Regions from separate parts of the Dromaius novaehollandiae genome. Here region 2 is linked to region 1. Evidence: chromatin contacts called from public Hi-C data. All regions are on one chromosome and are shown on one strand. Each heading gives the region's core, a stretch centred on a gene start, on an enhancer-like site or on the middle of the called end of the contact. The rest is flanking DNA. Distances are from core to core; before and after follow the strand shown.

What was found. Hi-C and Micro-C count contacts between places; a contact is called where the count stands out from the background.
Region 2: a contact with region 1 is called in a Hi-C map of liver, with 4 times the contacts expected there. The contact joins the promoter of MEF2A here to the enhancer-like site in region 1. A contact is called at or near these places in 2 of 4 Hi-C or Micro-C datasets (brain and liver).

The regions. Positions count from the first base shown.
Region 1 is chr10:4,486,143-4,491,202 of bDroNov1.hap1, reverse strand. All of the region lies in intron 7 of MEF2A (myocyte enhancer factor 2A), which reads left to right. Among named protein-coding and RNA genes, the nearest start is that of LYSMD4, 35 kb to the right of the region's middle. Within about 2 kb of position 3,717, at least 1 of the 2 cell types and tissues checked has open chromatin away from gene starts, as enhancers often do.
Region 2 is chr10:4,563,141-4,568,018 of bDroNov1.hap1, reverse strand. MEF2A (myocyte enhancer factor 2A) reads left to right here and starts at 2,338. Exons shown (of 12, transcript XM_064517905.1): 1 at 2,338-2,466.

The DNA of each region.
Region 1 (5,060 bases), core at 2,468-4,967:
GATCTGTGATCTTTTATTGTGGTTTCCTGAACTCGGGAAGGATTATGCAGAGATGCAATTGATAGTTTGCATTCAACTATAAGCTGCTTTGTACATTGCTGGTAAGGGATTGAGATAGGGTCTGTAAAAGACCATCCCCAGGAATGGTTGGCTTTATCTTGAGGGCTTGTCTGATTGGGTGAGCTTTTTTTCCATGTCAGAAGATAAAAGAATCTTTCAGCATGGCCTTTCACAAGTCTTCTAAGTCATGTGCCTAATGTGCTACAGTTCTTAAAATAGGTCACCAGAGGGCTTCAAAAATAAAAAAAAACTTTCTGTATGTATCTTTCTGTTCATGTTATTTTGCTTACTAACTTGGCCCAATGAGAAGTGTCCCACTAACTCTGAAAAACCTACCTCTTGCAGGAATTTTGCTTGAAAGTGGAGTGATGCTATCAGGCTCTCGCTTAAGCAACAGACTTTCTTCTTCCTGTGCTGCCCCTGCCTTCCCCCTCGCACTCCCCCAACTCACCAGTCTGTATCATCTGCATCGGATAAACAGCCTAGCACCATTGTTGTAGGAAAGCAGCTGTAATCCTTGAGCGTGTTCCTACTTATGATTATGGGTTACTAGTGGTACTTCTAACCTGCTATACTTTGGTGGGACAGGTTAGTATCTGCCACAGATAACTTACACAAGATGGAGCTTCTGCTTCCTAGCTTGTAATGCAAGGGGTTTGATTTAAGGATATATGTTCGAGTGATGCTAAATGCAGTGGACAAAGGTTCTTGCTCTGTAATCTCAATAGTGTTGGCGTATCATTCCGCCTTACTGTCATCTTCACGGTTACCCAGGTAAATACAACAGTCAGTGTTTCACCCTTCTGTAAGGAAGAAGTTGAAGAGAAGTCTGAGAAGTCTGAGAGCAGTCTGTTTACATTTCCAGCCTACAGCTTCCAAGTTCTTCTTGAGAAAAAAGGACTACTGAAAGTGGACTACAGACCAGCTGGTTGGCAGAGTGCAAGCTGAACCCTTCTCCCTTTGATAGACACAGACCCAGTTGTCAGCACATAACAAAGTTTGATCCATCCATCATGATCTGATTAGATCAGCTCACAGGAAACAACTGGCTGAAATTGGCATGGAAAAAAAAATATATATATATATATTTTTTTTTTTTTAAAAAAAAAGCAAGACCTCTTGGAAGCTGTAGGTCCACATGAGGTCATTACAGCCCATGAAGTACTCTTAAATTTTTGTTGAAATCTCATATACTGTTATGTGTGTTCATTATCTTGCCAAAATTTCTGGTTTACGAGAAGATACAAGACAACTCTGGCTGGAATTTGCCATATGCATAACAAACTATTGATCTACCAGCTGGATGAAAGTACTGCAGCATATCTGTTTGTGTGAAGTCTCAATGTTTAGATAATGTCAGCTTGGCCTGATATTGCAGCACATGCCCTCAGAAGTTCTGATTACTGTTAATATATCAATTCTGTTCTCCCTTCTTTACACTGGCTGTGCCTACAACGTATAGAAAGCAACAAGTTCAGCAAGTAAAAGTCCGATTTCATTAACTGCAAACAGTTTAGCTGACAAATGACCTAAAAGGCATCTAATTGCCAGTGCTAATTTTTCTCATGCAGTTGAATAACGTTTAAAAATAAATGCAGTATGTTTTCATTTTAAATTTGCTGCTATGTTCTGAATAATAATCCTAATCCTGTAGAAGGTCTACTTAAATTCTAAATATTCTTGAAAATTATGTCTCATCCTTGCATATAGCTCCAGGCAAAAAAATTTCCAGCAACCTGGAAAATGAGTCCTTTTTTATTTAGTTTCTTAACGTAAGTAAGTGTTCCCTTGAGTTTCAAAGTTGTGTGTATTTCGTTTTGTTTTGATATCTAAAATACTGCCTTTAAAAGTATAAATCTTTCATGGTTATCCGATTTCAAAATCTTGCACTGTTGTCAAAGGTACACTTTAATTTTAATCATAGCATTATCCAAAATATCGATGTTTAAAGGTCAATGAAAATGCATGTATTTCTACTACTTAGAGAAGTTATAATAAAGTGTTTCCAAAACTAGTGGAGAAAGTAGGCTTTCTGAAGTGATGCTAGAATCAGCAGTGATTTCTGTTCTGCAGAGCTGAAAATGGTACAAACTGCAGGTTATTTAATTTCCATTTAGAGCTATCATTCCCCCCAAAATGCAGCTATAGCAGTTAAGGCACATAGAAATGCTGTTGTCATATTTACTTGTAGTCCTTTTTTTGCAAGGTCCTACATGTAAATATTTTTCTTAAATAGACTTTATTTCGTATTCTGTGCATGTACTGTAATGATGTCTTCTTGCTAAATACCATTTTCAATTTACTTTGAAATTTCTAAATAATGTAACTTTTGTCAGGTTATGTGAAGTTATTGGATGGATAAATATTTATGTACTACAGTTCTCATGTTGCTTAATCTTGTATTGCTTATTTGGTTGCCCATGATTATTTTCCAAAACTGTGCACAATTCAGTTTCTCCAAAGTTGAAGCACAAAAAAAGATAAATGGCATCAATGACACTAATATATTCCTAGAGTTGTAATAAGAACATGGAGTACTTTCCATCCCTGTGTGTTCATTTTTTCAGGTGATGTGATTTATATAGTGAAATATGAGTCTGACTGATATAATTGAATGCTACATCTTGGACTGCAGGATAATAAATGAGATTCAGCAGGATTAGGTTTCTGAAGGCATTAGTATACAGTTGTTAAAATGGGCGGGTTTTAGTATGTATTTTCAGAAAAGAAGCTATTTCAAGCTTAAATCAAGTATTTGACCAAACAAGAAATGGGCTAATAGGCATTGGCAATGCTTTTTACGATAGAATCTCATTAAACTATAATTTTCACCTTTGTTTAAAATTACTCCCATAATCGAGGGCTTTTATCATCTGCATTGATCTCTGTTTGTCAAATATGTATTTTGAAAATGCTTTTGTAGTCTGTCTTAAAATTACAGTTAAATAAAACTGTTGTGATGGAAGTAAAACCGGTAGTTTTAATTTACACTTACATAGGATTTTATATCCTGTTTCCATTTTTCAATTTGTTAGTGTTTTTAAACATTAAAGTAATTGTATTTGAGGAAGATCTATAGTGAGTGGGGTAGAGACAACTTCTGTATTATACAAAATAGTAAGTGGAATTTATGGGGTTATTAAAGCTTCAGTTTGGCAACCTGCCATGCAGTTGCATCATCCTGTAATCATTATCTGTTTCTGGCTCATGACCTTACTCTAAGAAATACTGTGCTTTTAGTTGTCCTTTCAGTCTTTACTTGTAATTTGATTTTCTTATTAGATCTTTAATAGCAAAAAAATACTTCAAATTTCATATAAAAAATGAATATTGTACAGTCTTTTTGCAGCCCTAGCATATGAGTAATAGATACAGGTACCTCAGTGTTTGTTGCAAAGAGCAAGCACAGAATATCTATCAAAGGGCCGCTGTTTTGTCAGATTAACGCTCCTAGTATTGCACATCTATGACATTTTTGTTTTTCTCATCCTTAACACTTTTTCTAAACACTCATTTTGTTCTAAAAAAAAAAAAAAATGCTCAGCCTTTTGACAGAGCAAATGCTTTGACTCTGCCTGCACTGCTGCTGAATGATACTGTGCAGAGAAGGCAATGGCAAGAAGTTTGTTGTTTTTGACAGCACCATTAAGAGCATGAAATGTTTCTGAAGGGCTGGCAGAGCCTTGTAATAAGGGCTACAGGAAATGACTGTATTGGGTGTGGAAGCAAGACACTATCCAGATTTAACACATGAGCTACCAAAACGCTTGAAAACAGAGGGCAGGAAATGGCATCATAGGATAGATGAAAATACTGTACAGAAGTCCATTGTTTATAAAAAGTGTTATTGTTCTGAAGTTTCAAAAACCACAGCATTACTCTATACATATGGTAATGTTGACAGCCTAGTGAGTAATAAAATGTATTTATTGTTAAAGCAGAGACTATATATTTTTTAATAACAAGGTCTTTAAAAGCACTAGTAATTTTGATTAAAAAATATTCTGTGACAATTTTTTTAGGATATAGTTGCATCAAACTTATGCTATTTTCAAGTAATTGTTACTTCCTCACATATGTTCCCAGATTCACTTAATTTATACTCTCTGATATTCACGGTGTGAGATTTGTCTTGTAATCTGATGCTGCACAGGCTGTTTGTAGCTAATGCATGCGCAGCCTTGCTGTAGCTCCGTTTTAAAACGTTAAGGTCGTAATTACTCTCTCTGCATGTTTCATTTTACACACCGGTTTTTGCTTTCTTCTCATGTCCTAACCAAATAAAGCCACCTGGACACCTGCAGTAGTAATTCACAAATAAACTAAGTCTGTGTGGATTCAGCCTTTTTTTGTTGTTGTTTTTGTTTTGTGTTTTCCTGGAGCTCGTGCAAATCCCAACATAGCAAATAACAATTGACAAAAAGTGACCAGGTTTCTCCAAACAAGCAAGAGTCTGCGCGGCTCTAGCCTGCATTCTCAACTCCAAGCAATGTTTCCAGCCCCTTTAACGAAATTTAACCACCAACCTCAAGGCATCCCAATTAATTCTGCTGTTTCTTGCTAGAGAATGTTAAAAAGAAATACGTTTTTGCAGTGGTCCCTAACACCGAAGGAAGAATGCTGATGTCAAAAGCTTTTAGTTCTCTCTGCTGTCGTTGTGTCCTGACTTTCCCACATGATCTTTGAGAAAAACAGTAGACTTCTCACAAAAAAAGCATTCCCATACTTCTCATAGAAAGGCTTCGGGAAAATACTAAATTGGAAAAAACTCCTCCCTCAGCCTTGAAAAAAACAAGGGATGTATCAGATCCTCCAAGTATGGTCAGGTTTTGGCAGAGTAGGAAATTCACAAACAAAGCCAGAACTCGCAGTGCTGACCTTAAACTTGTGAATTTACTGCTCATCCATATGTGAATGAGGGTACTGTGGTTGCTACTTTCAGATTAGCAAGTTCCACCCACGTTCAGTTGTTTTTTCTTTAAAAATATTTAGCTATAGTT
Region 2 (4,878 bases), core at 1,089-3,588, 78 kb before region 1:
TGTTGTTGATTCTGTGGCCAGATGTTCATTAGTCTTATAAAGGTCATCATTTTTTCTCTGTAGTATGGACTTTCCGTAATCACCTGCAGCTTTGTATCCTTTGGATTATCCAGGTGCATTTTGCCTTTGCAGTTGTCCTGGAAATTATAGCTAACACAGAACATAGCCATCAAGTCATGCAGTGATTTTAGTCATGTTGATCTTTAAATCCCTATATGGTTTTATTCATGTCATCCTAGGGGGTGTGGTTTTTCACTTACGCTATTGTGACATGTGAGAACATCTGTGACCTCCCCTCCCAATTCTTTTTCACTAGCAGTCCCAAGAGGGGTCTGGAGAAGCAGATGTAGCAGCAAATCATTGTGTATGGAAAACAACATCTGTAGTTTCCATTGGATGCCATATTTTGCACTTCCTTTTCTCAATTGTTACATAGGGCAGTATTTCAATTGAGAGAGGAATGCATTGTAGTGTGAATGAAAGATGCGGCTCTATACTCCTTCACTATTGTTTGCAAGGCGTATATAGAAATCTCCTGAGCAGTAAATGCTATGCTTATTCCTCTAGTGCTGCTGAAAAGAACAGATTAGAACCAATTATTTATCTCTTTGGCTTCCTGCTCTATTTTTTCCAGCTTAGAATAATATGATTACATATTATACATACAGAAAATAATTAATAATGAGTATAACCAGAAGTCCTTGCTCAGGCCTGACTTCAGTTTTTTATTCAGACTCCCACTGACTTGTAAAACTTAAGTAAAGAATTCAGGATTTTATCTAATGTCTCTTTAGTGTATTGCTTTCATGAGAGGATTTCGTGGTATTAATCATTAGATTCTAGTAATAGACTTTATAGCTATTATGGATGATAGGTATAGTCAGGAATAAAAGAATAAATTATGCTTATATAAAAATCAGTGTCATTTGGACTGTTCATGTTGAGAAATGTAAGAAATCTATATGTATTTGAATCTCTTGCTGTTCATTATAGGTCAGTAACAAGCAGCTTGGAAACATGAGAGTAGATGGCAATTATTTGTATTTTGTTATTTCTTTGTGTCTTTCACATCTTTGATTAGCTCTTTACTAGATTCACGGTAAAAGATTGCATGCTCTTGCACTTCTGTTTTGAAGGAAAGATGGATGTTTCAGAAGTTGTTGAACTTATACCCTGGCTATGTATTTAAAATCCAAGCAGCCCAGCCACTATAAATACTGATCTTCAAAATTTCAGTGAGCTGCTCCTGCTTTCATTTGAGCTAAATAATTGCAAAAAGACAACAGAAATTTACATTCATTTTTGGGGAATGGCCTTTGGGGAGCTACGCTGTTCCCTCCAGCGGTGTGCTTAGCACACTCAGAGTTGGTGTTTCTGTCATTATTTCTTTCATCTTGGTTTCTAGTAATTTTTGGATCTACTTTTTTTTCCGATTCTTGCGTCCTGAAGCAAAGGCAGGTACACTCTCCATGAGTGATTGACTGCTTTGAAACGGCTCTCATCCTTTCGCTCTGAGGCTTGGTACCTTGCAGTATAAATCTAGGAAAGCAGTAGAGTACAGAAGATTTTTGGCAAGTAACTTTTTATCATCAAAATTTTATCTTTGAGTCATTCTCTGGCCGCTGCCTACTGTGAAAGATGCCAATTTTTACATCTTTTATTATGTATTTCTAAGCAGTCTTTTCCACTTAAAAGCAAAATTAATGGGAGCTCTGGCAAAGCTAACACGAGCTGGAGACTGATGGGGGGACCAAGGTGGACCGTGACCCCACCGGAAGAAGCCGGCCGAGCCCACGGCCTCACGGCGCAGGAACTCTCACAGAAAGCCACCAAACACTTGTTTGTTTCTGTGACAGGACTGATTCTGTGAAATGATTGTTTCTGCGGCAGAAGTGACGGCACCTGAACAGCCGGGGAGGCTGTGGGGCCGTGAGGCGGCCAGCGGCCCCCCCGCAGGGCCCGGCGCAGCCGTTGCCCTGGGCAACCCTTCAGCACGTCGCCGCCGGGCGCGGGGTGCGCACGGCCCTGCCCTACAGGGGCAGGCGCGGCCGCGCATGCGCCGCCGCTCGGCTGGGCGGAGCTATGTACGTGCGTCACTGGCGGCGAAGCGAGGGACGGGGCGCCCTGGCCGACGGCGGAGTGCGGTGCGCATGCGCTGTCGCAAAGTTTGGAGAGGCGGGGCACGTCTAAAGGCTTCCTTCGCAGTAGGCCCCGCACGAGCTCGGTTCTGATTGGCTGCCGCTTTCCTTTCCGCCTCTCTGATTGAGCGCCCTCTTGTCACTCAAGCGCTCCACGTTTCCTCACGCCCCGCCCCCAACCAGTGCTCTGGTTGGCGGCCGCCTCTTTTCTTCTGCCGGCTCTGTGATTGGCCGCGCGCGCCCTTCACTCCGGCCCTCTGCCCTATGGGCTCGCGGTTCTGGCAGGATCGGGTCGGCCGCGAAGAATGTAGACCCGGCCGCTCCCATGGTAAAACAAAATAATCCGGCGATGCCGCCTACCCAAACTGGGGCACTTCCAGCCCCACCGCCCGGCGCAGGTTTACCTCTCCCTCTCCCCTACTGCCGCCTCCTCCCCCGCCTGGCCGGCTCCGGTAAGCGCCCTCAGTGGTAGCCGGAGCTGCCAGGAGAAAAGGGCGGAAGGATATCTTCACGAGCCAGCTGTGCTCCGCCGCCTGAGGAGAGAGTGACAGAGGAAGTAGTTCCGGCCTCGGTTGGGCCTTGTTTCCCAAAAATAGCGCCCAGTGGGTATCCGTGCGCTGGTGTCAGTGTCTCCTGAGGAGCCTCAGCGGGGAGGAGGCAGGCGCGGCGGCGGCGGGGAGCGCGGGCGGGTGAGTGAGCCGGAGGGGGGGGGGGTCCCCGCTTTGGGGGGCGAGGGGGAGCGCGGGGCAGGGTCCCGCGAGGCTCCGGAGGGCGGCAGGGGTCGGAGGCGGCGGGAGGGGGGGGCGGCGAGCGAGGTCGGGCCGGGGCAGCGGGTGACGGGCGGGGGTCACTGAGGGGGGCGGCTTGAAGGGGGGGAGGGGATTTCCCCCCTTCCCGCCCCGGCGCGGGGGCTGCTGGCGGGGAAGTTGGTGCGCGAGGCGGCGGCGGGGGGCGGGCGGGGGAGGGGGCGCCGCGGGCGGGCGGGCGGGGGAGGGGCGGCGGCCCGGCGGGGTCCGGCCCGGCCCGGCCCGGCCCGGCGGGTGGGCGAGCGCCCCGCGGCCTCTCCGCAACTTGGCGCTGCGCTGGGCCGGAGGGGAGGATGGACATTTATGGACCAGGCCGGGGGAGGCTGCCGGGGGGCTGGTGCGGCGGGCTGGGGGGCGAGGCCCTGGCGCTCGGGGAGCCCTGAGGTGAGACCCCCCTCGCTGGGGTGGTGAACTTTCCCTCTCGGGGCGTGTGTGCGCGGAGAGCAGAGGTACCTTTTGTCCTGCTCCTCGGCAGCCACGTTCGGCAAGCAACATCACACTTTAAAAAAAAAAAAACAAAACAAAACAAAAAACCAAAAAAAAAACCCCAAAAACCCAAACTAGGCATCTGTGGACACCATAGTGGAAATGCTTGGGGTCGGGGAGGGGCAGGGGCACACACAGAAATTGTTCAAGTAGTTTTACACCACAGAAAGGTGTGTTGCAGATGGGAGGAGAAACTGCTCGCTAATGTGTAAACTAGGGGATGTTTTGTCCGGGGCGGGGGGGATTGAAGTACGGTTGTGCACTGCGAATGGGATTTTGCGTTAACCAGTCCTGTGCAGAAGTCATGAGGGTAAGGAAAGAGACTGTTCTCTTTTTGGCTTGAAAGGCAGTAAATCCTTTGAGTTTATGGAGCTATGTCTTCCGATAAATTTTTACCTGCTTTTGGGATGCTGTTTGGCAAAGAGAATGGAGTTGTTTAGAAAACTAAGCTGTAGTGATTTTTTTTTTTTGACAGGTGATTAACTTCAGAGTTGAAAAACTGGAGTTTTCTAGAGGAAAGATGACAGTATGAGAAGGTTTTTTCACTACTCAGTGCAAAGCTATTGTGTCCCATAGTTGTACAAGGATTAAATATATCATGAACGGTAGGGGAGAAAATGGTTTTGGGAAGTACAAAGGAGCAGTACAAAGGAATAATTTTTAAACAGCGTTAAGAAAACACATATTTGTTTTGGTATGGAATTGGTAATATATACAGTGTTTATTTTAAACCATTTTCAATGTTTGGTAAATTTTTATGATAGCACGAGGAAGTCTATAAGCTTTCAAACTTGATTAGGTTAACTGACTACAAATAATTGTTCATTTTAAAAGTCATCTTTCATTTTTAAGATCTAGCTGTGATATTTTGATGGATATTTCTGTTGCTCTGTTATTGAGAGCTAGTGCTTAAACCACTTGCACAAAAGGTGGCACAACAGCAAACCTATTCTGTTTTTCTTTATAGGTCTGTCTTTTAAAATTATTAAAATGCTTATCTCTACCTCTTACATGTAAGAACACAGTCTTGTTTTTTTCCTTTCCCACAAGTCGTTTGGATTTGGGGAAGAAGTATGAGGTCCCCCTTACTAAACTTTTTTTTTTTTTTCATTTAGGCATTATATATTTACAAAATAACATTACCCAGTATAGAAAAAATGTAATACAGGATGTCATTGTAACACTTTCAGTCACTAAAGGGCATAGGTGCAATGTGATACTTTTAAATTCTGTATTTGTCTAACTAGTGAAACAGAAATAAGAAAACGGAACAATTTATCTTGATATTAAGGGTTTATAATATACTGTCCAGTTGGAGATGAATATTGTTTGATTGAGAGCATTTGGTTGGGAATTTAGGAGGGAAGATAACCCAGTTCCCTAGCTAGTTATTTTTCTCCTCCATAATTTCTTTCTAAATATGCAGTTGACTTAGTCCACCAGTAGCA